4 separate regions of the Mus musculus genome follow, and all the other regions are linked to region 2. Evidence: chromatin contacts called from public Hi-C and HiChIP or PLAC-seq data. All regions are on one chromosome and are shown on one strand. Each heading gives the region's core, a stretch centred on a gene start, on an enhancer-like site or on the middle of the called end of the contact. The rest is flanking DNA. Distances are from core to core; before and after follow the strand shown.

Region 1 (7,620 bases), core at 630-3,129, 360 kb after region 2:
CCCCGGAGCTCTTGACTCTAGCTGCATATGTATCAAAAGATGGCCTAGTCGGCCATCACTGGAAAGAGAGGCCCATTGGACAGGCAAACTTTATATTCCCCAGTACAGGGGAACGCCAGGGCCAAAAAGTGGGAATGGGTAGGTAGGGGAGTAGGGGGGAGGGTATGGGGGACTTTTGGGATAGCATTGGAAATGTAATTGAGGAAAATACGTAATAAAAATATTAAAAAAAAAAAACAAAGGTTCAAATGATCTGATTTAAATTATGATGGCTACGTCTAATTTTAACCTTGCATATCTTTGGCCTTTTCTACTAAGCTGGTTTCCTGGAACACTCAATTGAAGATTCAGGAAATAAGTGGAGAACATATCCCTCATTAAATAACATTGGCTACTGCTCACATACAGTGATCAACCTATGAACCGTCTTCTCAGTTCTTCGCGTTTGTGACATTTGGAAACAATGCTTCCGCCCCTCACTTGCTTTCCAGCAGGTAGTCTAAGAGGATTTGCAGCCCTGTTTGGTTTATGATTCTCATATTATTGACTTTATTCTGTAGAGAGATGAAACACAGCTTCAAATGCAGTGGATGCTGAAGTTAAAGCCCTTCTTATGTCATTTAGAGATTGTTTTTAGATTAAGGATCATTTGACCTTGAGTTACAGCAGTTGCTTTATTATCTGATCATGGTGCTTGCAGTAAGAGCTTGCTAAATGCATTCAGTGCGCTACCTGACTATGTCACTCCAAAGCTTCTTGCCTTAGAAGATCTCACAGCAGGGTTAGAGCCAGGTAAAGAGCTTAAATCAGCAGCTATATTTATCAGCAATAAACAGCAGTCCCTGAAAATAAATGTTCTACCCAGCAAATTAATCTATAAAGCAATGGTTCAATGTTTGTGAATGTAGAGCTGATTTTATGTTTTAAAAATAATCAACCGATATTATGAGAAACCAATTGTCCACTGCTAGAAAAACAGAAACCTCTATAGTTGAAGTTCCTATAAATAGATTGGAAAAGATGATGATATAAAATACCAAATAATATACTTAGACCTAAACTCCACAAATCACAGAAGGGAAAGGATGCCGTAGCAACTTGCACACAGTTGCATAGATGAGGTTACATATGATTTGAAACAAAAGTAAGGTTGTCTAATAAGACTAAGAAGTCTTCAAGCTTGAGTGGAACCATCTAGGACATCAAGACTGATGGTGCATTTATGCTAAGGAGTAGGCCTTGAATGAACTTGAACCTGAAGGTGATTCTTTAAAGTTAAAGGGAGGACAATTCATTACACATTAGGAGTTAATCCTTCAATGTGGCTGTTGAAAGAGCAGAGCTTTAAGATGGGATGACGTAAGCAGCAGAGCTCTCCCACAGCATGGCGTGTCCCTAGGTAGGTTCAGCAGCCAGAATATAAGACAAATTAAAAGGCAATATTAAAAGAATGCATTTTTCTTTTTATAAGGACTTTCTACATTTCATCACTGCTGCCTTTCCTAGCAGATTTTCTAGCAGTGTGTCATAGGTGACTTTTCTGTATTTGTCAACTAAACTGAATTTTAAATAATATTTTTACCAAATGAGGACTAGAGTCTGACCTTGGCTCTGGGCATCATACTAGAGGTAAAATGCCCATGAACTTTGTGGAAAATTTACATAAGACGGGATCAGAGCTTTGATTATGCCACATAGTCACCAATGACACATCTCTGTCCCTGTCTTTCTTTCTATACACAACTGAGAAATTTTCCCAGCTCTGGCAAAAGAAAAAAGATATAAGATGAACATAGATCAAAGAAAGTACTAGGTGTTGTTTTTCTTAAGCACTGATATTCACTAGCCTCTCCTGATAGAGAGCAGTTGTCTGTCTTACAGAAATAGAAAATGACTTCATATTTTTTGATTATCATTCAAGGACAGTATTTTTAGATATTTTCCATACGACCATAGCACATTTATCTCAACAACAGTGAATGGTAATGGACTTAAACAATAGTGTTCAAATTATTGTAATAGAGTTAGACCAGACTCATCCGGACCATGAAAGTAAAGATGTAAAAATAGACTGGTCATAATGCGTGACTCAGCCTCATGAGGGCATGTGCTTCCCAGAGCAGTAATGGGTCTGACCAGATCCATTTCTACCTCCTGCCCAGCAGTGGTCCCTGCTTCTATATATGCTTAGTGACTGATTTCTAACAGAGTACATTTCATTTACAGGATGTATTAGGGAAGACCAAAAAATTATAAAGCCTATTTCTATATGTATGGATGACTGATATTTTAATGCAGGACCCCCGCCCCCTGCCCCCCCCCCGTGTGTGTATGTGTGTGTGTGTATATGTGCACACTCATGCATGTGTGAGAGAGTATTGGAGTATTGAGGATTTGAGCATGTTGGACATCAGAGGATAATCTTCAGTGATGGTTGTCTTATTGGCCAGGTGCTTTGCAACATGGGCCAGGATAGCTGGACCACAGCGCCCAAGGATCTGCCTGTTTCTCCTTCCCATTTTGCTATTGTTAAGATTGCAAGTGCATAGCACCACACTCACCCGTGTTCTCAGTTGAATTCAGGGAACTTAAACTCAGGTCCTCCAGCCCCGGCCGAAGAGAATCTTCAAGGCAGGTGACATCTTGTTAATATGAGGAAATATAAGTGAACTTTATTCAAATGACATTTCTGTAATGCAGTGTGTGCAATTATGATTACAGAACCTTAGAAATCATGGAAATTGTTAGATTTTTTTAAAACTTGATTTACTTTCATTTATGTGTTTGTATGAGTGTATGGCACTTGCATGTGGGTGTTCATGGGGTGCAGAATAGGGCATTGAACCTCCTAGGCCTGGAGTTAGAGGGTCCTGTGAACTGCCTTATGGGTTCTGGAATCTGAACTCAGGACCCTTAGTAGATTATCAAATGTTTGTAACTGCTGAGATGTGTCTCCAGACCCCACACCCCCAGTAAGCACATATTTTTTTCTGACAAAAAAATTAGTCAAGCATAATGAAGAAGCTAGGTGATATATAAATCTGCTATAAAGAAGACAAGGAGGAGTGGACAGTCTTCCACAAACGGTGGGGGAAGAAAAAACCTGACAATGGAGGAACAAATGCTGAGTTCATAAAAGTTTTTTAAAGAGCTGAAAAGAAGGTGCTATAATGTGACTAGAGAGCAAGGAGAATGGACACCAAAGCTGATGTCCACCTGAGGTAAACTGAGATGGATCAAGCCCTTAGAAGACAGTGACTAGCATTACAATTTGAATGTATCATGACCATTCATTTTGAGTTTATGCAACACAGAATAAAAATAGAAGGTTCCCCATGATCCTAGATTGAGGGTAAGGATGAAAAGCAAGACAGTTCTCTAAAATCAAAATAACTGAGAATGTTCTAGCTATTTTACAACTCTGCTTAGAGAAAGGACACACACACACACACACACACACACACACACACACACACACACACACATGGAAATGTCAGTAACTTGACATTATAACCTGAAAGCACTCATACAAATTTCATGTACAAGACAGAGATAAGACCCAGTAAAAACTGGGAAATCTAGAACTATGATTGGTTGAGTCATTTAGAAGTAATCTTTGAAGGGACCATACTCCTATTACAAATAACACAGAGCAAAGGTAGTTAGCTCACTTTCTAAGATCCATGCCTTATTTCTCTAAGATGGCACTGTTTCAGTGACAGACTGCTTAGTCTGGAGGTACATCCAGATAGAGACCAGTGTCTACTACTTCTTGCTGCTGGAATATATCTTGGGTCTTCAGGACTGCTTCTGGATTAGAGACTGGGTAGATTTTAAACAATTGAAATGGGATGCTGATATCTTTAGAGATTGTGGAGTTCATGGGCTAGGTCTGTCCTTATTCCTTGTTAGGCTTTCTCCTCACACACATGATTCTTTCTCTTCTAACAGGGCACTAATCTCATCTAGTAATGTTCCACTCCTACGATCTAGGAATCTCCTAGCATTTTTATCTCTTACTGAAGTCATGTTAAGATTTTTGGATTTGAACACATGTACTTGGCAGGGATAGTGGTAGTGATAGATAGGGACAACCCAAGCAACTGCTGGGTCCTCACTCCATTCATGAACACTCTTTACTTTCTCTTTCACCATTATTTTGGTGTGAGGAAAAGACTCTCTGGCCCAAACAGATCACATGGACCTCAGATGGAAGGTGTTTGTGACTTTGGATTACCTTTCACTCCTGTATTGAACTACTATATAAGGAATAAGTCATGCCATTGATGGGAACCCACCCAAGCTTTCTGGTTGTTTATTTAAAGAAAGAATTAGACCAATGGAATACTTATTTTAAATGTATCAGCTTTCTTAAATATCAGATATAATATGTATTACTAGGTAAACAGGGTTAGGTAATCAAGGTTTTTAGAAATTCTAGTTTACTAAAAATGAACTAACTGATATGTGCAAAGTTGGATCTACTTAATCCCCGGAATGTCCACTGAATTTTTATTCTTCTCTTCTTCAGCACTGTTTAAGTTTTTCCTCATAAACATAATACTTATTTTTAGTAACTGACAAAGGCTCATATAGCCTGTGCTAGATGCTGGGAGTGTGATATTTTGACAATCGCATTCACATGAGTGTGCAGGTGTGATCATCCCTGCAAAGGTAAGATATCAGTTGTCTTTTCTCTCTCAGGGTCTTCCTGTTTCCCCCCAACCCAGTGCTGGGACTTCATGAATGAACAGAAACATCCAGCTTTCAACACAGGGTTGGGGGATCCAAATTCAGATTCTAATGCTCAAAAACCAAGTGCTGTCCCACAGCAAACTGTCTCCCTAGCCCAGAAGAATCTATTTATAGGTCGAACTTTTTAAAAAAAAATTCAACAAGAAAGTAATGAATACTTGGTTATTAAATGTTGAAAAATGTGCAACAAACAAAAGAAATGTGTTGAACAAGTAGAAGTATTCATTTATGCTTCACAGAGCTTTTACTCTTTGAACATACATGTGCATTATTTTCTGGATTGTCTTAACTATACTTTTAAGTTAATAGTACATACAGTCTGCTGAAAGTGGAAACAGTATGGAATGAGGAGACAATTCTCTTATTGATGCATAGCCCACCCATAGCCCACCCATAGCCCACCCATAGCCCACTACTCTGTTAAGTGTAAGCATCGATTCTCCTTTGAAATGTGACCTTATTGGTCTCTCCTTTTGCATTGAGCTACTTTCATCTAATGTCCATGTATATAATTCAACTCTCACATATGCATGCAGTATATTCTATACATGGCAATGTATATCAAGGAGTACATACACATATTTTGGTGTTTAACTTAATATTATCTCAGGAGAACTTCTTATGTGATTAAAAATAAGAAGCTTGTGTTTAATTGTAAGTTATTTCTTAATTCACTAAGCCATGGCAAAATGACATGTTTAACCCTTAAAGTTTAATACTACTATGGATATCATTGTGCCTTTGTCTCTATATCTTTATCTACTTAAAACAGGTTTACAAATTATAATATGTAGATCAAAAGTCATAAACTCTTCTAGGGCTCTAGATGTATGTATTTCCCTCTATTTTAATAAATATAAGTCCAGAGCGGTCGCCATCTTGGTCCGGGACCTGCCGAACTTAGGAAATTAGTCTGAACAGGTGAGAGGGTGCGCCAGAGAACCTGACAGCCTCTGGAACAGGCAGAAGCACAGAGGGGCTGAGGCAGCACCCTGTGTGGGCCGGGGACAGCCGGCCACCTTCCGGACCGGAGGACAGGTGCCCACCCGGCTGGGGAGGCGGCCTAAGCCACAGCAGCAGCGGTCGCCATCTTGGTCCGGGACCCGCCGAACTTAGGAAATTAGTCTGAACAGGTGAGAGGGTGCGCCAGAGAACCTGACAGCTTCTGGAACAGGCGGAAGCACAGAGGCGCTGAGGCAGCACCCTGTGTGGGCCGGGGACAGCCGGCCACCTTCCGGACCGGAGGACAGGTGCCCGCCCGGCTGGGGAGGCGGCCTAAGCCACAGCAGCAGCGGTCGCCATCTTGGTCCGAGACCCGCCGAACTTAGGAAATTAGTCTGAACAGGTGAGAGGGTGCGCCAGAGAACCTGACAGCTTCTGGAACAGGCAGAAGCACAGAGGCGCTGAGGCAGCACCCTGTGTGGGCCGGGGACAGCCAGCCACCTTCCGGACCGGAGGACAGGTGCCCACCCGGCTGGGGAGGCGGCCTAAGCCACAGCAGCAGCGGTCGCCATCTTGGTCCCGGGACTCCAAGGAACTTAGGAATTTAGTCTGCTTAGGTGAGAGTCTGTACCACCTGGGAACTGCCAAAGCAACACAGTGTCTGAGAAAGGTCCTGTTTTGGGCCTTCTTCTTCGGCCAGGAGGAGGTCCAAATACAAGATATCTGCGCACCTTCCCTGTAAGAGAGCTTGCCAGCAGAGAGTGCTCTGAGCACTGAAACTCAGAGGAGAGAATCTGTCTCCCAGGTCTGCTGATAGACGGTAACAGAATCACCAGAAGAACAATCTCTAAACAGAGTCAACTATAACTACTAACTCCAGAGATTACCAGATGGCGAAAGGTAAACGGAGGAATCTTACTAACAGGAACCAAGACCACTCACCATCACCAGAACCCAGCACACCCACTTCGCCCAGTCCAGGGAACCCCAACACACCTGAGAACCTAGACCTAGATTTAAAAGCATATCTCATGATGATGGTAGAGGACATCAAGAAGGACTTTAATAAATCACTTAAAGAAATACAGGAGAACACTGCTAAAGAGTTACAAGTCCTTAAAGAAAAACAGGAAAACACAATCAAACAGGTAGAAGTCCTTACAGAAAAAGAGGAAAAAACATACAAACAGGTGATGGAAATGAACAAAACCATACTAGACCTAAAAAGGGAAGTAGACACAATAAAGAAAACTCAAAGCGAGGCAACACTAGAGATAGAAACCCTAGGAAAGAAATCTGGAACCATAGATTTGAGCATCAGCAACAGAATACAAGAGATGGAAGAGAGAATCTCAGGTGCAGAAGATTCCATAGAGAACATCGGCACAACAATCAAAGAAAATGGAAAATGCAAAAAGATCCTAACTCAAAATATCCAGGAAATCCAGGACACAATAAGAAGACCAAACGTACGGATAATAGGAGTGGATGAGAATGAAGATTTTCAACTCAAAGGTCCAGCAAACATCTTCAACAAAATTATTGAAGAAAACTTCCCAAATCTAAAGAATGAGATGCATATGAACATACAAGAAGCCTACAGAACTCCAAATAGACTGGACCAGAAAAGAAATTCCTCCCGACACATAATAATCAGAACATCAAATGCACTAAATAAAGATAGAATACTAAAAGCAGTAAGGGAAAAAGGTCAAGTAACATATAAAGGCAAGCCTATCAGAATTACACCAGATTTTTCACCAGAGACTATGAAAGCCAGAAGAGCCTGGACAGATGTTATACAGACACTAAGAGAACACAAACTGCAGCCCAGGCTACTATACCCAGCCAAACTCTCAATTATCATAGAGGGAGAAACCAAAGTATTCCACGACAAAACCAAATTCACGCATTATCTCTCCA
Region 2 (7,578 bases), core at 724-3,223:
CGAATGTGACTCACTTTTGCAGAGTATATGGTAGGAAATAACAGTTACTTTTCGAAGATCTTTGCAGTTACACCCAAGCCAAAATCGGGACAGAGATCCACCCTTTATGACAGCCATTTAACTGTTTTATCCAAAGCACGGTAGAAAGTAAAACATCTCCCTGAAAACATGGCTTAAAAGGCCCAATTTCCTACACCAGCTTTCAAAAGCTCTCAACAAGAAAAAAAAAAAAAAATTTCTATTTACTTCAAATTTGAACTGACCAGGAAGGGGAAAAAAAGGGATGGGTGCTAAATGAAACATACAAGTACAAAAAGCAGATTCTCCCCCTTCCAATCCCTCTTTTAATTCCCCCAATCCGGCTCTGCCACACACAAGGACAGGGAGTCTCCCTAGGGAAAGCTGGTGGCAGGGCAAGTGAAGGCTCTCCATTCACTCAAATGGGCCACTATCCAAAGGGATGCCCTATGCGCGCTTTGTACAAACCAGGTCCTTACAAGTACTTATTATTATAAAATACACCTACGCTGAGGATCAAGAACCTTATTTTAAAGTAAGACTGTCCTCAGGTGGGGGAGGTGAAGCACAACAAAGCCTTCCATGTTGAAAGGCAGACAGTCCAGACATGCATATACCTCCACTCGTATGAAAAAAAAAATCCATATAACTAATTTATCAGGAACAGCAATCGATACCGACAGGAGTCATTAGATTATTAATAAACCCAGAAAAGTAGCATGCATAGCAGCCAAAGGTGGCTGTCTGCAGCGCTCTAACCCCTAGGAAGGGTAAAAAAAACAGCCTACCGAGGAGGTTCGCGTCCTTACCAAGGTCCTGCAGACCCTTTTACCCACGCAGACCAGCCCCAGCTTCCCCTTGCGGGTCCGATCACCGCAACAGCAAAAGCATTCCCAATGCTAGAGTCCCGCAGTAAACTGGTGACTGAAATGTGCAGAGACCAACCTGGGCAAAGACCGAGGCGCAGACCCAGGGGTCGCTAACTAGCTAAGACACAAAATTCTCCTGCAAGATGAAATAGAGAAGAAGCCCCCGCCACCTCCGCCCCCCCCACCCCCGCAATAGGAATGCCACCCTCCTTTCTTACTGACCCTTTCCGAGGACAGAGCAGATTTTCCCCCTTTTAAACTAAGTACATAAACATGAATCGGAAGCACCCGTGAACATCCTGGGGGGCCAGACTCAAGACCTGAAGAGAGCGTCCAGGCGGCTCTTCAACTCCCCGGGAGTCACCGTCCTGTCTGACAGGCATCTATCACACCATCCTCTCCGGGGGGCCGACGACAAACCTTCACCTTGCACGGGCAGTACCTCCCGGGGGCCCAAGCCAGGGATTAAATGGGTGACCCTCCCGGGTCGCAGGAAGAGGGAGTGCCGGGGCACCGCTGCCCTCAAGGTCACCACATGCCGGGGTAGGGGCGACCGGTGTTCAGATGGGCTGTGGCGGCAGCAGGGGCAGCCCCGCGAAGTCCGAGAGCCCTCGGGTGTAGACGAGAAGCCACCGGGACGGCGACTCCGAGCTGGACCCGGCGCCGAGGCGCGCGGAGAGGAAGCCTCCTCACCTTTACGGTCTCCTAGCAGGAGCGAACCCCGGCGGCGCCGCCAACTTCGCGGGGACCCGCCGCGCTCCACCCCGCGCCCAGCTGTCAGGACCCCCGCCGCGCCCTGCGCGCCCCACCCGGCCTCCCCCGCAGGTGGCCGCCCCCGCCGCGGGCAGCCACCGGCCGCCACTCACCTCGCCCGCAGCGGGAACCATTTTTTCCGAGGGGAAGAATCAAGGAAAGCTAGGCGGGTGGGTCCGGGGGATGGCGGCGAGGGGTCGCGGGACGTGCCCGCAGCCGGCTCGCTGGGTTCGGGGCGCCACGCGGAGGTGCGGCTGCACCTCGGGAAGGAGGCGGCGGCGGCGGAGCCCAGAGACTCGGCGTCCACCAGCCGGGGCTCCCTACTCACGCTGCACCGCGAGGAGGCGGCGGCGGAGGAGGAGGAGGCGGCGCCCGGCCGGCCCCCGCCCAGAGCCCGGCGGCCGCCGAGTGGCCGCTCGCGTCCCCGCAGGACCCGCCTCCTCCGCTCCGCAAAGCCGCGCTCAGGGCGCGCCGCGCTCGGCACAGCAGCTCAACCGGCCCCGCGCCGGCGTCCGCAGCAGCAGCAACAGCAGCAGCAACGGGCGGGGTGCAACCCGGGGCGGGGTCCGGGGACACCGGTCCGCAGACGCGGAGCTCAAGGGGCAACGGCCAGCTCCGGGGCAGGGGCCCGGTGTGCACCGGGTGACCCGCGAGACCGCCCGAGCAGGCAAGGGGGGAGGAGGGCGCTCACCCGTTCCGGTCCGACGCTCCCTTCTTCTCCACACCTCCACGCCTCCCGCTCCACGCTGGCAGCGCAGCTGCTCCCGCTGCCTCTGCCACCGCTGCGGATGCTCGCGCGGCCGCCGCTGCCGCCTTGGCTGGGCGCGGTCACGTGACGCGGCCCGCGGGGAGCCTGAGGGCGGGCGGGCGGGCGCGCGCGCGCGCACGAGCGGAGGTAGCGCCGCTCGGACCGGGACTGGCGCTTCCCGGAGAGGGCGTTTAAGGGGAGGATCCGGCGAGCGCGGCCCCGCCTGGCGAGCGCGCGCCCGGGGTGGGGTGAGGCGGCGGGGATCAGAACTTGCAGCGCGCGGTGTGGAAAGGGTGGCCTGTAGTGCGGGGCGGGCGACTCGCGCCTCCGCGCGCCCCTCCCTCTCTTCCTTCCCTGCGCGCCGGGCTCCCGGCTGCCCCCGCCCCCTCCTGCGCTGTCGCCCCCTCCCTTCCCCTCCTGCGGCGGCTTCCGATTGGCCGTCGGGGCTCTGACGTCTGTGTTTCCATGACGTGTCGGGGCCGGGGAGGGCCGCGGGAGGGGGCGGCGGGGGAGGAGGGGGCGGTGACTCCGTCCGTCACCGCCGGTGCCTGGGCGCGCGGCCCGGCGGCTCCTGCAACGTGAGGAAGCCGGAGAGCGACGAGTGCCGCCGCAGTGGGACGCCCTTCACTTGGGGTCCCGCTCGAGTCGCCCCCGGGTGGAGGCGATGCCGGGTCACGGGACGGGAGAGCGGCTCGGCGCCCACTCCCTAGCGGACCTGTCTCCTGTCCCGGACGGTGACGCACTCGCCCGACAGCCAAAGTGCCTTCCCTTTTGGGAAGAGAGCCCACTCGCCCTGTAGGCGCGCTGGCCCGGCCACCGACACCGGGGATCCCCGCTGCAGCGCCCAAACCGTGTCCTCTAGCCGGTGCAAGCAGGCCTCGCAAGGTCCGCTTGAAGTCCTCGTGTTTCTCTTTTGGGTTTGCTGCTGCGGCTGCTGCTTTTTTTTTTTTTTTTTTTTTTTTTTTTCCTACCTGTGGCGAGCTAGTGGGTCTTTAATTCATAATACTTAAATCCTGCCCTCATCTTTCCCGAGGAGAAAGGAACAAGAAAAAAAAAAAAAATCATGCAGAGTACCGTGCAGTATTTAGACGGTAAAAGGTAGCCGACTCTGGTCCAACCAGTTCAAAAGAAAACCGCTCATGATTACTTCTACTTTAAAAAAGGATATTCTTGACTGTATCCACACATTTAAAGATGTGTATCCTGTCCCATCTTTCTGTAATCTCTGCTTGAACTAAAGGTTCCCCCTTCCCCCGAACAATTTAGACCTTATCCGTGTTATTTTCAGCATCACTTAGCTTGAGAAAAAAACATCAAAAAAAGTGATCTGTAAGTGTTTTGTTTTGCTTTTTTCAACCCTGAATTGGAAGAATTGGTAGTTTCATAGTCTTCTCCAAAGCACACCGGTAAGACAAGTACTGCATTATGTATGTTCCCTGTCGGGTAGCATTTGTTTTAAAATAATATAAAGGCTTGAAAAGAAAATACTTGAGTTTAAAAGCAAATTTTCCATGATAAAACTGCTGAAAATAATTTTTCCATTTATATCTTCCACCAGGGTAGACATTACCAACCTCTGAGCTGTGCCCTTGACATGTAAAACTGGCACTGGGTATTTCTCTCTCTCTGTTTATCACAGAGAATTGGTTGATGTGATACAATAAATAGCCCTTCCTGCTACTATTTCAAATCTACAATTAGAAAAACAAATTAATTAAATTTCATTTAGGTAATTTCCAGTATTTTCTCACCCCGAAGTATCTTTTAGAATAACGCAGACACATTTATGAACTCTTGGCTACTTCCCCGCTTTTCTCCAAGGAAGTCCCCATAGAAAATTGAATTATGCATTCTATTTTAATCAAGAATTTGACATTAAAGTATTAAGTGAATCATTGCATGCTGCACCAGCAAAACCCATAATAGACTAAACTAGAATCTGTTCACTTTGTGGGTTTGCTGTAATTCTAACTCATAAGATGCATGTTGTAGAGTATATGCTCACGAAAAATCACCGAAACTCCTTACTATAGAGCATGATTGCAGTGAAATTTTTATTGGTATCCAAAGATGTACCCACAAGTGAAAACATGCATGTCCCAGAACATAGTTGTGTGCACTTCATGTGAGTTGCATATATGATAAACTCGCTCTCAGATAGCCAGGGTAATTGTACTGTATATTTGATTTGTGTGTTTTTATGCTTCAGATACAAAATTAAAGCTGAAACCAGTATAGAAGCAGCTGAGCTTTAGGAAGTTCAATTCCCCCCTCCTGCAGGGCTTCATCCTAAAACCTCCCCAAATGACATACTTTTCGGTGTAAAACTGCTGAGTTGCTTAATTAGGGTTTCTTATTTTCCTCTGGTGCAAGAGATGAGACTGAAGCCTCATGGTGTCCAGCAAGTCCATGGGGTCCTGGGCTAGTGCTCACCCTTCAGCACTTTTCCTTAGAAAATATGGAGCTGCCTGAACTCAGAAATGCCCCTGTGTATTATATGAGCGCATCATCTTCATCTTGGACTTAATTTATCCCATGGATTAATTGATCTGGAGATATAGTAGTATACATTAAAAGCAACACAAGACAATTTTCTATTAAATAATAGGGTAGTTTTGTAAATGTGTTTTCAGATACAGAAGTGACTGTTTTTGATGTTATATTGAAGAGGCAATAACATATTTGGCAATTTTCATAGGTGCAGTCCTTTCCTTCCTTATAATGGTATAATTGTATTGACATCTCTCTGGTCAATTGATTAGTTCAAGCTGTGTAACTCATGCAGAAAGTCCTCAATGTAACTAAATGTGAAGAGAAACATTAGGCTCTTTATTCTCTTCAGGGTCCCAGTGTAGCATGATTTCATACTTCCATAATCCCAGCACTCAGGAGGCAAAGACCAGGAGGATAGAGAATTCCAGGTCAGTCTGTAATACATATGAAGACCCTGCCTTTAAAAGAACAGGGTGTGTGTGTGGGGGGGGTGGCTGGGGAGATAGCTCAGTGGACTGGGGTTCAATTCCCAGCACCCACCTGGCAGCTCACAACTAACTATAACTCCTCATACAGACATATAAGCAGGCAAAATACCAATGCACATAAAATAAAAATAGATTATTTTTAAAAGCATCATATGTGTTAAGCATTGGAGCAAGATGAATATGCCAAGAGTACTATGTTTTTAAAACAAGATGCATACCCAAAATAGACTTTTCTATGTGAATATGTCAGTCCTGATTATAAGACAAGAGGGCTAAGGAGTGGAGAGAGGGAGGAGGTGGAGGGATATCAAATGCTTCCTAAAGCATAGTATATATGTACTCAAATTTCCATTAGCCTGGGCATAGATAGACAGACAGACAGACAGACAGACAGATAAGTTAAATATTACTTAGCTGAAAACCCACACAAAAAAGTTACCTATTAGTAACAAATCAATTCCATTTGCTGGGTTAAATGGAGCAAATTACAAATAAGCCTGAAACAGAGTCTTCGAATCACATAACATTACATTTTTATATCTGAAAAACACAATGGGTGCTATTTGTCAGGAGTTGCTGACCGCCTACATACATTGTACCTTCTATGGAAAAGGCATTTTTTCCACTCCAAATACTGTATAATTTAGGCATATAGTATTGACCCCCCCATTCTAAAGCCCAACAAACAGACCATACCTAAATGATGAGGAAGGTTTCCCATGGGACATTTTGATTTCTCTTGCACCATAAAAGACACACATAATTTAATAGAAAAGACATATACAGTAAAAATTCTCAGATCGTACCTGAGAATTAATTTTACTACAATCATTTCCCTTGCTGTTATTATTCAGGCATGTGCTGATGGTCTCTGAGAGCCCCCACACCCCTTAATTAGAACTCACTGCTTTTCACATTACTAATGATGAACTGTGATACATCGTACGGTTATAAACCTTGGGTGAAAGAGTTACATAAAGTTTCAGTGCAGTTTTCATTTCTTGCTTTTCTGTTGTTTTCTTTGTTTTTGGAAAGGTTCTGGTTCCGAGGCTAGCCTGCAATTTATAGGTAGCCCAGGCTGACTTTGAAGTCCCACTTTTCTTTTCATCTTTCTCCTCAGTGTCAGGTGTTTACCACTGTCTCCTCATCTGGAAAACAGTATTTGGTGTATAGTGTATGCTCAAGCAATGTCCTTATTCAGAAATACTCATTCTTTACATCTTATCCCAGAGTAAACGTTACTACAAAAATGCACATTTGATTTGTTTAGTCAGACAGATAAAAATAGAACACAATGACTTGCTTGTGAGAAAGACACTATTTGTGATTCTCTTAAAAAGCACAGCACATTTAACTACAGGTCACCACTTCATTTCACTGATAGAGTCTAAGCCTTCTCCAGCAAAGAATACCTTAGATTTTCTAGATGAGATATGATTTTGGCTACCATTAGCCAAAAAAAGTGGACTACTAACAGTGGCTTTTATGAATACAGGTTATGTTAACTGTCTATGGAAAACACAAAGGGGGAAATACACAGGAAGAGCCATTTACCCTCCTGCCTTCATCCCACAGTTCATGGTCTCCATTGCTCTATCGGTGGCTCTCAGCCTTCCTATGACTGTGGTGAAGCCCAACCATAACATGATTTTGTTGCTGCTTTGCAACTGAAGTTTGCTGATTGTGAATCATAATGCAAGTGTCTGATAGGCAAGCGCTTTGATATGAGACCTCAAAAGGGTTATGACCCATATGTTGAGAACCTCTGCTTTAAGCCATGTTGAAGCACGACGTCCTAGTGGGAAGTCTATGCTAGAGCAAAGCTCTTTGCTTCCTGGTGGCTGGAGGAGAGGTAGCATAGGGTGGAAGGAAGACAAGAGAGAAGAAGGCAGGCCAGGAACCGAGATCCAGCCTTCAGAGATGCTCTGCTTCCCTGGTGCCTTTCTCCCTCTGGGTAGGCCTGACTTTATTATAGCCCAGTCATCTACAGACACATTAATGGATTTATTCACTGATGACTTGAGAGTGTTCACGATCTAGTCACCCTTGAGTACAGTTGTCGGACCAAGCCTTCAGCACAAGAGCCTTTGGAAATCCTGCACGTTGTAGCCCCACTTCAGAAGTTTAGAATAGGGCTGGCGAGATGGCTCAGCGGTAAAGAGCATTGACTATTCTTCTAGAGGTCCTGAGTTCAATTCCCAGCAACCAC
Region 3 (7,152 bases), core at 1,642-4,141, 340 kb after region 2:
ACAGATACACGGGCAGGGCAAAGTGGTAGACACAGAGAGATAGACACACATACATATGCAGAGGTAGATACACAGGGAGACAGACAGACAGAGAGACAGACACAGAAGTATATATGCACATACACATGCACACACACATACAGAGGGAGAAAGAGAGAGATAGAGAGACAAAGAGAGACAGAGAGAGGAGAGAAAGAGAGAGAAGGAGAGAGAGAGTGAGAGTGAGAGAGAGAGAGAGAGAGAGAGAGAGAGAGAGAGAGAGAGAGGTAAGTTGTGGCTGATCTAACTGTGTCTTGGGATAAAGAATTTCAGGTAAGTAATGGCAAAGTAGAATTGAAGGTTATAGAGAAATCACTGTAGCAGCAGCAGTCTCCAAACAAGGAGGGATGGTAAGTGCCAGCCTGGGGGCGCGTGCGGGGTGGGGGTGGGGGCTTGGCTTCTATCCTTCCTAGGATAGAAGCCATTGAAAATTTTCTTAAAGCTAACCATATGGCAAGAATTCTTTCTTTTTAAATAAATAGTTGGTTTTTTGTTTTTTGTTTTTTGTTTTTGTTTTTGTTTTTTTATCATAGTCTCCAAACCACTGGTGTCAACTGCTCTCATCATGGGAGAGTATACCATTTTGTTTGTTTGTTCGTTTTTGTTTTTAGACAACTACTATTCTTTTTGGTAGCACCGAATCTCTTGGGAGTCTAGGCACTGCTTTTCCTTGCCAGAGTTATTTCTCTGAGATTGAGACTTGACGATTCACGACTTGTACATATAGGAGTGGTGTAGGAAAACTTCACCTCTGGCCGTTTCTCACAGTAAAATCTGCTGCTGCGATAAGTCTACCACACCTTAGGGTCACTTTGTGGTCCTTTTCCCTGTAGTGTCCCTGGGGAAAAAGTGATACCTTGATTCTTTTAAAGTACTAAATCATGCATCTCTATCCCAGATGCTGCCAAGGTAGGTAAAGGGTTGAGGTGGGGTTTGACTTTAGCATCCAGATAACGCAGAAAACATCATTTATTCATACTCCGACACCAGTGTAACAATTGGGTACTTGTAGGAGTGAGAGAAGTTCTGTTAGCTGTGAGCATTGGAATGTCCAGGACTGATGGATGCCTCTGCATCGTTGGAGCATCAAAGCCCTCGAGTCAAACAGTGTGTGCAGAAAACGTCCACCATAGCTTTCTCCCCTCAGACATTTATAGTTGGAAGACTGCTCTCCTACAGAGGCGAGATTAGCTAAGCCTGCCTTCTTGTTCAGCTGTATGTAGTCATTCTGTCTCCTTGTTTAACTCCATGTAACAATAACTATGTATAATAATCTCATCCGTTCAGCTGTGTGCAGTAAACACTCCAACCTTCCAAGTGGCCGACTTTGACTTTTCTGCATCTGAGAGCCCAGGCCATCTCCATCTGATCGCAGCTTTTCTGAGTGTCTCCGTGCTTGTCTTACCTTCATGCCCTCACCACCCGAGCTGGGTTTTAGATCCCGGGAGCTGTGCAGGATGTGGCAGGACCTGAGAAGCAGAATGAATGAATGGGTGGAGTGTGAGAAGAAGCCACTGGGTGAGCTACAAGCATGCTACTTAAAATAAAATAATAGTGAACTGCATTCAGGGAGACATTTAAAGGAAGACATCCAAGGATGCACTGTTCATGCTTACGTCTTCTCCCTTTCAGACCCCAGGGAAGCAGGGCAGTGATTGATGGGTTATTCCTTTAACCACTTTCTTTATGAAGACAAACTAAAACTAAGATGGGCTCAAGAGGCAAACCATCATTTGGTGCATTATGGTGTTGAGTGAATTCGTTTCTAATATAATGGCCCATTCAGGAGGACGGGGTTTTTGGCAAACTGGATTATGACAGTTAAGAGTGGTTAGTGGTCCTCAATGTGAGGAACATGGCAAATGTCATTTACCCTCTGCCTAAACAAGCAGCAATGGTAAATATGTGACCATGCAAATCCACCTAACACTATTAAAATTATTAGTCTTGAAAGACTTTCCTCACACATGTTTCTTCATCCTGGACTATTTGTGCGTTCGTTGGTGTCAAGCCCTCAAGAACAAATGTGTTTTCTGATGGTTCTCTACGTGTAAGCCTGGTTACAGAGGTTAAACGAGCTGCTGCCTCTTACCCAGAATTCCCAGCATGAACAGCCAGAGCTCCTTGTGTTGCCCTCTGTGAGATTGGATGGTTGCGGTCCTTCATCATTTTGATTAGTCTTTCGACAACTCTTTGAGGACCATCATATAGCATTTTCCTTCTCTGAGCTCTACTCAGAACGTGACAGTCACCTCTGGTAAGTATAGTTACTTTGGACAAGGCAATCTTTGGGGGTGGAGGGGCAGGGATATAATCAAATTGCAGGGTTTGCTTTTCAAACTTTCAAACCCTCTCCAAACATTTCAGGAGTGAAATTCTCTCTCTTCTACAGGAAAAAAAATCTGCTAAATCCCCGAATTTTCTGTGTAGTTTTAGACCATGCAGAGTTCTCTGGCTATGCTCAAAATTTAAATAACAGCTAAATTTGATAATAAGAATATCAATCCCTAGATCCACATTCAAAGGTAGGACTCCTTTCTCCTCATCCTGTGAGCGTTGGCTGGCTGTGGGAAAGCAGCCTTTTAGGAGGAGTGTAGCTGAAAAATTTTCTTCAGCTTGTTTATGCTCTTCAGCAACTGCATGTGTCCGTGGTTTTGATCTCTTTCAATGCGGGGCAGGAGAATGAGGGCGCTAAGAGGTATGAGGGCGATGCTCTTCTCCTGTCCTTATGCCTGTGAAACGCCTTGATGTTCCCAGAGAACATCAAACGTTAGTTTTGTCTCCTGGGCAGTCTGGTGCCGTTTCTTTTTCTGAGCTTTTCCTGGAGTCTCAGCACAGATTCAAAGGATGCAGCTGTCCCTTTCCGCAGCCACTTCAGATCCTGCCTCAGGGCTTGGATGTGGGGTGGCTCCTGCCATACTGACACTTGGCAGAGATTTTTTCCCCCCTGAGAGCAAGGTCTTTTTGCGAACCGAAGGGGGCTGGGGGGGGGGGGGGGGGAAGCAGGTAAACTCCAGCCTGGCAGGACCGCTCTTATTTCTCTGCCCTTGACCTTCGCTGGTGACTTCCAGATCCGTCCAAATCAGTGTCACGTGTTTTTTTAATACAAGTGCTCACTCTGAGACTCAGGAAGTACTACTGAATCTCATTCTCTTGGCTTGAGCCCAAAGGGGAAGAACTTTAGCTTCTGAGGTATGAAGGGCTGTTGGTGGAGGGGGGAGTCTTTTGGACGGAGGCAACCCTCTTCAAAGTTAAGTTGTCTTCCACAAATCTTATCCTTAGTTACTACTTCTGTAACCTTTCAAAAAATCATGTCTTAGGGAGTCTAGAGCGTTTGAACCAGCTCTAGGACACTTAATTAGAAACTGCTGCCCACCGGACTCACAGCTTATTTCGGAACCTGACAACTTTATATTGGGTCACTAAAATGGAAGCTTCCATTTTGTCTTGTATCTGTGCTTCTTGGAAACCCAGGCAGAGATCAAATTTAATTTTCTTAACATTCCTTATGAATTATTTCTGAGTGGACTCTTTAACACATCAATCTTCCTGGAACTAAGGGTGTTTACAAGGAATAATATAAAATTGCCAGGTTACCTATTTCTTAATTCTGTTTAAAACTTATTTTAAAGAGCCTAAAGATTCACATACTATACAGACTTATGCCCCCTCCCCCCATTTCTTTATTTTGCCCAGAAAAGAAGAAACCTGGTGTTGTCATATCGGGTATCAAGGCACATTACAGGCACACAGTAACTAGGACATAGCTGTTCTGGCATCAAAAACAAACATAGAAATGAACAAACAGAATGAAGAGCCCAGAAATAAATCCAGGCACTTATAGCTACTCCTCTTTGAATCAAAGTACCAAAAATACACACTAGAGAAGAGACAGGATCTTCAATATATGGCTCTGGAAAGATTAGAAGTATTTAACTATTGAATACCTGAATTATTATTATTTTTAAATTGGATATTTTATTTATTTACATTTCAAATGTTATCCCCTTTCCCAGTTTCCCCTCTGCAAGCCCCTATCCCATCCCCACCTTACCCTGCTTCTATGAGGGTGCTCCCCCACCCACCTATCCACTTCTGCCTCACTGCCCTAGCATTTCTCTACACTGGGGCATCGAGCCTTCACAGGACCAACAGCCTGCTCCCTTCCCATTGATTCCAGATAAAGCCCCTTGAACTCCTTCAGTTCTTTCCTTAATTCCTCCACTGGGGTCCCTGTGCTCAGTCTGATTGTTGGCTGCGAGCATCCACATCTGTAAAACCAGAATTATTAGACCACTAGACTCGAACACAAGGGGACACTTTAATTTATCAGTATAGGCAAATATACTTTGGATAAGACCCTAAGAGCACAGACAATAAGACCAAAGGATAGGGGAAATATTTGTGAACTATTTATCTGACAAATAGCAAATGTCCACATTCTAAAAGGACAGGAGTACTTTGATAAACTGAACAAGGGACATTGGGAAACTAGTGGAATGGAGACAAGGACTCAGGTAGGAGCACTTTGTGGTCTAGAAAAGGTCCCAGTGCCCATATCAGGAGGCTCACAACTAGTGGTATCAAGAGATCCAGGAGATGGCGTTCTGACTTCTGTGAGCACTTCATAAATATGGTGCATAGATATGTGAATAAGTCATGAGTACAATATAAATATTTTTTAAAAGTAGACACAAATGACCCATACGAATGTGAAAAAGTGCTCAGTCACAGAAACCAATAAGCAAATACCAATCAAAACCACACAATGAGATCTTATCTTAGTCAAAATGTCTATTATGATTATTAATATTAATGATATTATTAGTTAGTAATATCACTATTATCATTTTAAGGCAAAGAAACAGCTGCTAGCAAGAATGTAGGGAGAAGAGACCTTCCAGCACTGGTGGAATCAGTACAAATTAATACAGTCATTAGTATAAAAAGTAAGAGAATTTCAGAAAGCTGAAACTGGAAATAGCATAAAATAAACTATGCTACTTCTGGATATATATACCCAAAGAAAATGGAGTAATATTGTTAAAGAAATCTATGCATGTTCTAGTGTGCTACTGCACGCCTATAGTCAATCTACAGGTTTTAAGTGTCTATTTGAGGATGAATGGATCCAGAAAAGATGGCACACTTATATAGTAAGCAATTGTCTGGTTATAAAGGAGAAAGATATCTTTCAATTTGCCCCAAAACAATTGAACTGGAAGATGCTGTGCCAAGCAAAACTAGCCAGCTATACAATAACAAATACTATGCGTCCCCACTTATGTAAGCTAAAACAACTTGATTCCAAAGGCTAAAATGAAAGAGCAACAACAATAAGCTAACGCAGTCAGTGGTTCCCAACCTTCCCAACGCTGTGACCTTTTCATACAGTTCCTCACGTTGTGGGGATCCCCAGCCATACAACTATTTTCATCGTTACTTCACAATTGAAATTTTACTACTATTATTGGACATAATGTAAAGATCTATGTTTTCTGATGGTCTTGGGTGACTCCTACGAATAGGTCGTTTGACTCCCAAAGGAGTTGAGAACCACTGAGCTAGTGGGCACAGAAGGGTGAGAAGATGCAGTTAGATACTGAGAGTAAGTTCTCATGTTTCCATAGCACTGTGGGGGCGACCGCAGTTAAAAACAGCCGATAGTGTCTTTTGGTGACAAATTAGAAAGGCATCTGAAGACTCTGAATACAATGAGATTATGGATATAAGGAGACAGGAAAGCTAATTGCTTGGATCTGATCCAATATTGCATCTACTAAATTATCACACCACACCCCCAAATATGTACAATTATCTCCTGCCAAAAAGGAAAACAAACCGGGCTTTCTGTCTGGTTTGCTAGGCTTTGGGGTGGCAGAAAGAGGGTCTTCTAGAGCCCTACAGCAGGATGATGGATGGCCTGGGAAAGCAGGAATTTTAGTGCTGACAGCATAATTTTGTGTGTTGTGTTTATAACACTGGAATACCAATCACTTTCCAAAGAAGGCACTGGCCATCGCATAAGCACACACACACACCAGTGCATCCCCACCTGCTTCCTGTGTGCTTTCCACTCTGTGCAGTGTAGGGAACTGTAGAGCTGGTTTCCAGGGAGGTCGTTCAAACGGAAAAGGAGTTCTTGGCTTTAATCCCGTATAAAATACCCTTTAAGTCCCATGAGAATATATTCCCATATTCATGTATAATCAAAAAGTCTTGAACTGAACTCAGCTCATACACAGAAGAGAACAAATCCCTCGGAGCCATTTTCCACCAACCTGCTTTTATCTCCCGGAATTCATTCCCCTCCATCATGAAGAGATTCCTGTGACTGTATGACTCAGTTCCTCCGGCAACTGTGGACTAAGATTTCCGAGACATATTTCAGAAACAGCCACACACATTTCAAGTCATTTTATTCACACAGCATTTTCTGACATAGTTCTTAAAAGTGTCCTCCAAGGCCATTTTCTTCTCTCCATTCTCTGTGTTCCAATTCTCTTTCCTTAACTTTCAGGCCTTCATTAAAAAGGCATCACATACTCATTAACAAACATAGACAAGCACAATAACAAAAGTGCATTCATGATTCAGCCAGAGACAGCGACTATGAATGTCTTTAGATTATTTTAAAATATTCATTTAGAATGCATATGTTATTAATCTACCCATATGAACCACATTTAAATGCTATTGTAACCAAGTGCATTCAGCCAATCCAACAGTGTTTGACTGGTTGTTGCAGATTCCCTTACTATAAATACAGAAAAGAAGGAATAATTGGCTTTAAATGAATTGAATATATGTGGAAAATACTTATGAAGGAACTTTGAATACTCATTCTGAGCAAATGTTAATTTTTACCAAATGGTTTGCTTTTGTCCCATAGTTTAGCACTTTTTTCTAAAGTGTGGTTGCCAATCTTCCATATTTATGCTTTTTTTCTCATGTAGTCTTTTGTTCTTCCAGGTGAACACAAATACACATATCAACCTGGAAACTTATTTTTTTGACTTAGTAATATATCATGGACATTACTCCACATAAGAAAAACGCAGATTGATATAACCAAACTTTTGAATTGTCAAATTGGAGTTTATTCCACAATAA
Region 4 (6,842 bases), core at 1,461-3,960, 500 kb after region 2:
TTAAAAGAAAATCTCAGTGATGGAGACAATTATTGATTACATTTTTATGGAATATATATTATAGAAAAAAATAGATGACATTTTCAATAATAAGACTCATGATGAATATCTTCTCTTGGCAATGTCTGTCAGTTAAGCTATGAATCCATACCACCATATCCTCAATTATACTCAATCACTGAGGACAAATTTGAAAACTGCAGCTGATTTATATGATCTTTGCCATGCACTAAATTCCATTGGCTGTCAACTATAAAAGCAGGTTCGGCAGATTATATGGAACACTGAGAGCCTCCACTCTGATGTACACCTCTGCAGTATGTTACTGTGAGAAAAGAAATCAATGTTGTATATTGGAAGGGGTCCTCTATGCTAGAACAACATCAAGTATAGTTTCAGTGAGTCTTAAGGAGTTTGGGCTTCCAACGGTAACCCTCACACCTTCTGTTCTATAATAGTAAGGAGTGAGAATCAAACCACAGCTCGCACTACAAAGGCTGGAATATCATAGTGACTAGTGGGATAGTTTTATTCAAGCACATGGTAGTAGGATCTTCTACCCTGTGCAATCTATGAAAGGACTGGCCGATGAGAGTGTAGGTTACAGTCATAAAAGTGTGGATCTGTAGCCATTCTGCTAAGGAACTCATTTAAAGAATCAAATCCTAAATCATAGCCCAATCACTTGAGATTTCCCTAGAGACCAGAATATAACTGTATGTGAATCAAGGATATAAACATAATGAAAATATGTCATAATTTTATTGATTTTTTTTATTTATGTGCATCACTGTAGCTTAAGGTGTGGGGGAATAGAACCAATCACAAAGATCTCTTTAGTCTCTATTTCTTAACTTAGCTTTCCTCTGTTGTCAGCATTGGGTTGGAGGCAAACACTCTGAGACTTATTTTCTTTCCCTGCAGAGATACAAGCCATCACTGGGTAGGATCTCTTGATAGATTCCAAGGTGGTTCCTTAGGTTGATTGGATTATGGATCAGTCCACCACTTCAAGATCTTAGGTGGCAGATCCTGGGCCCTGATTTCAGTTCCTGGTTACTGGTAATGAGGAAACCATGTATAAAACTAAGAACTAGGGGGTATTGAGCATGACTTTAGCTTAGATGAAATCTCTTTCTCTTATATAGGGGATGAAAGCAAACAAAGATGACATCATCTATATTGTTCACCAAGTTAAGTGGATACGAGCAGTGCTGGCCAGAGATCTTTCTTGTATTAACCATGACCCTGTTATGTCATTAGAAGAATCTCATTTAATCAAAAACCCTTTTTGAAAGCGGATTACTACAGCTTCCATAAAATTTTACCCAAACTGTTGTTTACAACAATAGAAATTTGTTCTCTCCAAGTCATAGAGACTGATATATATCGACATGAAGCAAGCAAAAATGGTTGCTTCCCTGGGTCTGTTTCCTTTCTCTCTTAGCTTTTGTTGGTTGCTGGAGATTGTTTGCACCTCTTGACTTGCTACATTCAAACCTCTGCCTCCATCATCCCAGGGTGTCCTTCCCTAGATCTCTGTGTTCTTGTGTCAACACTTGGCATAAGTCATTGAATTAAAGCCCATTCGACTCAGCTTGATTTCATCTTAACTTGATTGTGCAAAGGCTTTATTTCCAAATTAGCTCCGATTCATAGGTACCAGGGATTAAGACTGCAAAGCATCATTTTGGAACAACACAATTCTACTGCAGCACGTTTATTTCCTATTGGTCTTATTCAATTAGTAGTAGATTTCCCCCCAGAAACTCAGTTACAGGGAATAAATGTCTTTGGGCTGCCTGTGCTGTTGGCTCAGTAGTGTGAAGCACTCCAAATATGTATGCACCAGGAGCCTGGCCTTTTCTTTAATGCATAAGCAGAACAAAGCACAAATCAATATCAGAAAGATTTTTTCCCCTGCCATTGAACGACTTTTGAGCAATTACTTTGCACTGATTTCTGTGCTGTAGGAGTGTCCCCTTCAGCCACGCCACCCACCTTTAAAGTTCCTGTCATTCGTCTCTACCCTCTGATCTAGAGCGTGGCGTTTGCTATTGCGCTGACTTTACTCCATCTACAAACACTCTAGCGAATGAAAAATGAGAAGCAGAGAAGTGCATAGAACCAGAGGTCCTATCATTTCTAAGCTAAAATGGCTGATAGTGTCAGAGACAGAAATTCAGAGAAATACTGAGGTTATCAGTTGAGAGAGAGAGAGAGAGAGAGAGAGAAATACAGAGAGAAACAGAGAGACTGAAAGAGAGAAAGAGAGGCAGAAATGGAGAGGAGAGAGAGGCAGAGACATACAGAGACACACAGAGAGACAGAGACAAACGCAGAGATGCAGAAAGAAACTCAGAGAGGCTGAGGAGTGACACACACACACACACACACACACACACACACACACACACACACACACACACACACACACAGAGAGAGAGAGAGAGAGAGAGAGAGAGCACAGAAATGTGACTTCTAATTGTTTCTAATGCAGTAAAACATGGTCACTGATTAGAGAGTCCAAGCAGAAAAGACTCTCGGGTCCAGATGGTGAGAAGTGAGGCTATTATGTGTATTGAAACACCATCTGTATTTTTGAGAATACTGACACCATATTCTAATATCCAAGGGAACCTGTGTGGATTTCTGCTTGCTCTAATTACTGCAGTACCTGAAATGTATTCATAGCCTCTCCATCTGCACGGCGTGGCTGATGCCTGCCACGCACCATTTGACAATCTGCAGTGCTATGCTCTTTCTCTGACCCCATCTTTCCCAACCCATCATTTAGCTTCAAGACATTCAGCCGCAAAAGCATTTCCAATCATTCACTTAGTGCAAAGCTACTACCACCTACCAGGGAATGAGTCATCCGATCACAAAGGCCTGGGGTGGGGGGTGGGGGGGGGGAGAGAGCGAGAGAGAGAGAGAGAGAGAGAGAGAGAGAGAGAGAGAGAGAGAGAGAGAGAGAGAGAGAGAGAGAGAAAGATTTGTCAACAGATTCTGTATGCTGTCGGATGAGTTCAAACTTAGGACACCAGGCAGATTTAGCGGTGCATGGTAGATGAGTGAATTTTTGACAAGAAATGTCAGGCTTCTTCAGAATCTCAAACAAGGAAAAGGAAAGCTACATGTTTGTTGTCAAATAGCCTCCGTGGGATCACCGTTTAATCAGTCAAGTTCTTTGCTCCTCATCTGTTACTCTCAGAGGAGAAGCACCTGCCTGAGGCTTCTGACTCATCAAGAGGTACCCTGGGATTGCTCTGCAGTCTCGCAGCGTTCCTCTCTCCGAACAGGCTTGGAAAGACTTGATCCAGGCAAAGTTTATCTTCAACGTTCCTCTCATTCTCTGACTGGGGAATTCCTTTTCTCTTTTCCCTCCTAATTTTCAAGCTTTATCAAAGGAGTTATTCTACACTTCGTACGAAATGGGAAGTACAGATTAACAAGTTAGAATAAGCCATCTATGATGTTGTTGCCAGCAATATTTGTGGATATTTTGGCTCATATAATTCTGTGTTTTTGATGTATGTACTGGAACAAAACTTCTGCTTGCTATGTGTGTGTGTGTGTGTGTGTGTGTGTGTGTGTGTGTGTGTGTGTGTGAACTACTAGTTTCCTAAGCAGCCTCTGCATCCAGTATTGTGTGTGTCATTGACCTCTGCAATTATATTAGTGAGTTATTTGAATAATTTAGTTAGGTCCCTGCACACTCAATTTTCCATATTTTTGCCATTTCAAAGGAGGCAGGGGCCTTTAATTCTGCCAAATATTTCCCTCAGATGAATTCTAACCAGCAGGATTGTTGAGTCATAGGTTCCACTTGTTTTTAAATGCTATATTATACATTGTTTGACTTTCTTAAAAAAATACAGTAATTTTCTTATCACATAGTGTTTTCTGTCACATTAGAGATGATTCTTGGACTGCCCTTTCTTTTTTTGATTCTCGCAATTGAACCCTACCATGGTTGGCTAATGTCTCCACACCAAGCTGCAGCTCTACCACTAGAGCTTTCTGTTTATATATTCCTTATATAAGCTGGCAGATGATAAATAGCTATAGTTTTAGATTGAATATCTGTAACTCCTTATTTATGTTCATCACTCTTTAGCCTTTCTTTCATGAATCATCCCTTCAGAGGCTTTTTAAAAATGTTTTTTTGATTTCTGCTATTGTTCCATTTGTAAGAGCTGTTAAGAATTAGTGATATTCTTTTGTATATGTAAGCTTTGTATTTTTCTCAAAATATTTTTTATGGTGGTCTGAAGAAGATGCCTTTGTATTTCTATGTGGCTGAATCTGTAGTTTGCAGTTTTAAGGCTTTCTCAAGTCAAAAATAGGATCTCTCTCTCTGTCTCTCTCTCTCTCTCTCCTCCCTTCCTGTCTTTCTGTTTGTTTTGCTTTTTTGAGACAAAGTTTCCCTGTGCAGCTCTGGCTATCCCAGAACTCACCCTGTAGACCAGGCTAGCCTTAAAAATCAGAGAACCACCTGCCTCTCCCTCCCAAGTGCTAGGATCAAAGGCATGTGCCACCGTAGCCTAAACACAGTCTAGAGTTTTTGCCTTTTCCTTTACATGAGTGCGTTTAACTTGTCACAAATGCAGAGGATCTCCATTTGTATTTCTGTGTGGTTAGCCCTGTAGCCTCCCCCAAATTCTTTCTCACTGATTTCAAAGACTTTCTTTTCCAAGTTCTAACTTCATTTGCCCTATAACCTATAGCACTATTGCCCTAAACTTATGATCAGTTAATTTATGAGAGATCTTTAATTATCTGATTGTGTTACACTATTTCCACTAGAGAAACTTTGACATCTGAAAATTTACCATTTGAAAGTTCTTTTCTGTGTTTGCTAGGCCCCGGCATAGTCTCACAATAGACAGCTATATCTGGGTCCTTTCAGCAAAATCTTGCTAGTGTATGCAATGGTGTCAGCATTTGGAAGCTGATTATGGGATGGATCCCTGGATATGGCAATCACTAGATGGTCCATCCTTTCGTCACAGCTCCAAATTTTGTCTCTGTAACTCCTTCCATGGGTGTTTTGTTCCCATTTCTAGGAAGGGGCAAAGTGTCCACACTTTGGTCTTCGTTCTTCTTGAGTTTCATGCGTTTAGCAAATTGTATCTTATATCTTGGGTATCCTAAGTTTCTGGGCTAATATCCACGTATCAGTGAGTACATATTGTGTGAGTTCCTTTGTGATTGGGTTACTTCACTCAGGATGATGCCCTCCAGGTCCATCCATTTGCTTAGAAAGTCTATGCCGGGGCCTAGCAAACACAGAAGTGGATGCTCACAGTCAGCTATTGGATGGGTCACACGGCCCCCAATGGAGGAGCTAGAGAAAGTACCCAAGGAGCTAAAGGGAACTGTAACCCTATAGGTGGAACAACAATATGAACTAACCAGTACCCCCCCGGAGCTCTTGTCTCTAGCTGCATATGTATCAAAAGATGGCCTAGTCAGCCATCACTGGAAAGAGAGGCCCTTTGGACTTGCAAACTTTATATGCCCCTTACAGGGAAACGCCAGGGCCAAAAAGTGGGAGTGGGTGGGTAGGGGGTTGGGGGGGTGGGTATGGGGGACTTTTGGGATAGCATTGGAAATGTAAACGAGGAAAATACCTAATTTAAAAAAAGAGAGAGAGAGAAAAGATGCTTTTCAGAATTAAAAAAAAAGAAAGTTCTTTTCTGATAAAATATATTGTTAAAACAATAGAAAGAGTCAAACTCTGGACATTGTATTAATAAAATGAATATTTATTTTTTTAAAAAAAGCTTTAATTAAGACTACAAATGACTATTACAATCCTGCAATAAGGAAAACAACTCAATTTGAAGCAGGAAAAGAATGAGAAGAGACACTTCACCGAAGAAAATACACAATACTCTGTGTAAATACATGGTAATTACACGTATAAAAACATGCTTAAAGCTGGGGATAGTGGCACAAGCTTGTAACTACAGCATCTGAGAGTCTGAAGCAGGAAACTGTAGGTCTGAGAATAGCCCACGCTACATGGAAGTCCTGGAGATGGTGAGACCCCATCAGTGTACACACAAAATCTCCCAAACCGAACTAAATAACCATCTTCAGCCTACTCCTAGAGCTTACCCTATGTAAGGCAAAGGACTTAGCTGTGAAACATCACCCAAGAAATGTCTGTTATGCCACATTATTGTAGAACAAGATGTTTACACGACACCTGCATTATTCTTGTAGAACCTGCAAACAGCATTCAATAGCCTTTATCCACTTTATATTTTTAGAAATGTTGTATATACATTATATATAGTCCTCAAGTAACATGTACCCTGTGCAAAGTTTCTCATATTACTGACATCATGTTTCAGCATACTAAACTTATCATTAGAGGACAAACATAGAGAAGCCACTATTTTAATCAGCTATTTATTTTATATGTGGGGTTGTTTTGCCTGCATGTATGTCTGAGAATCACATGTGTGCCTGTTGCCCAAGGAGGCCAGAAGAGTATGTAGGATCCCTTAGACCTACTGTTATAGATGGTTGTGAGCCATCATGTGGATGCTAAGAATCAAACCCTGGTCATCTAGAATAGCAGTCAGTGCTCTTAATGTTGAGTCATATTTTTCCAGCCCAATATAATCACTATTAACTAAGGTTCACAGCTAATATTTTAGTTTAGGATTTATTTACATTATAAAGTTGCGTGTGCAGGCAGGGAATGAAAGAAAGGTAGGATTTCTTGCTACTATATTATTATATAGACTAACTGCACTGACTTGAAACTTTTCTCTCACTGCATAACTACTTATTATTTTGCCATGTATATATGTAATTGCTCTTAG

Evidence for each region. A called contact is a pair of places that touch in the nucleus more often than the background predicts. HiChIP or PLAC-seq counts read pairs in DNA pulled down with a chosen protein or histone mark.
Region 1: a contact with region 2 is called in an H3K4me3 HiChIP or PLAC-seq map of bone marrow-derived macrophages, with 7 times the contacts expected there. The contact joins the enhancer-like site here to the promoter of Atp2b1 in region 2. A contact is called at or near these places in 14 of 39 promoter capture datasets (the 3T3-L1 cell line, 3T3-L1-derived adipocytes, the HPC-7 cell line and 9 more), 1 of 15 datasets of contacts at CTCF or cohesin (the NIH/3T3 cell line), 4 of 484 Hi-C or Micro-C datasets (the N1E-115 cell line, cerebellar granule neurons, cerebellum and 1 more), 9 of 115 datasets of contacts at active chromatin or transcription factors (VIP interneurons, bone marrow-derived macrophages, cardiomyocytes and 4 more) and 2 of 9 other capture datasets (adipose tissue and liver).
Region 3: a Hi-C map of cerebral cortex shows a contact between it and region 2, with 2.4 times the contacts expected there. The contact joins the enhancer-like site here to the promoter of Atp2b1 in region 2. A contact is called at or near these places in 3 of 39 promoter capture datasets (the 3T3-L1 cell line and cancer-associated fibroblasts), 3 of 484 Hi-C or Micro-C datasets (cerebral cortex and cortical neurons), 6 of 115 datasets of contacts at active chromatin or transcription factors (bone marrow-derived macrophages, cardiomyocytes, a colorectal cancer cell line and 3 more) and 1 of 9 other capture datasets (adipose tissue).
Region 4: a Hi-C map of forebrain shows a contact between it and region 2, with 4 times the contacts expected there. The contact joins the enhancer-like site here to the promoter of Atp2b1 in region 2. A contact is called at or near these places in 5 of 39 promoter capture datasets (the 3T3-L1 cell line, 3T3-L1-derived adipocytes, hippocampal neurons and 1 more), 1 of 15 datasets of contacts at CTCF or cohesin (the NIH/3T3 cell line), 4 of 484 Hi-C or Micro-C datasets (cerebral cortex, cortical neurons, forebrain and 1 more) and 7 of 115 datasets of contacts at active chromatin or transcription factors (differentiating embryonic stem cells, embryonic forebrain, embryonic midbrain and 4 more).

Annotation. Positions count from the first base shown.
Region 1 is chr10:98,549,085-98,556,704 of GRCm38.p6, reverse strand. Gm34297 (a long non-coding RNA gene) reads right to left here. Exons shown (of 4, transcript XR_871988.2): 2 at 2,562-2,642. Among named protein-coding and RNA genes, the nearest start is that of Gm34297, 15 kb to the right of the region's middle. Within about 2 kb of position 1,879, at least 13 of the 459 cell types and tissues checked have an H3K27ac peak or open chromatin away from gene starts, as enhancers often do. A contact at or near this core is called in the N1E-115 cell line, bone marrow-derived macrophages, a colorectal cancer cell line and 1 more, where this site is marked.
Region 2 is chr10:98,909,547-98,917,124 of GRCm38.p6, reverse strand. Atp2b1 (ATPase, Ca++ transporting, plasma membrane 1) reads right to left here and starts at 1,973. Exons shown (of 21, transcript NM_026482.2): 1 at 1,754-1,973.
Region 3 is chr10:98,569,005-98,576,156 of GRCm38.p6, reverse strand. No RefSeq gene overlaps it. Among named protein-coding and RNA genes, the nearest start is that of Gm34297, 35 kb to the right of the region's middle. Within about 2 kb of position 2,891, at least 10 of the 459 cell types and tissues checked have an H3K27ac peak or open chromatin away from gene starts, as enhancers often do. A contact at or near this core is called in cerebral cortex, where this site is marked.
Region 4 is chr10:98,414,404-98,421,245 of GRCm38.p6, reverse strand. No RefSeq gene overlaps it. Among named protein-coding and RNA genes, the nearest start is that of Gm8633, 66 kb to the right of the region's middle. Within about 2 kb of position 2,710, at least 25 of the 459 cell types and tissues checked have an H3K27ac peak or open chromatin away from gene starts, as enhancers often do. A contact at or near this core is called in cortical neurons, forebrain, hippocampal neurons and 1 more, where this site is marked.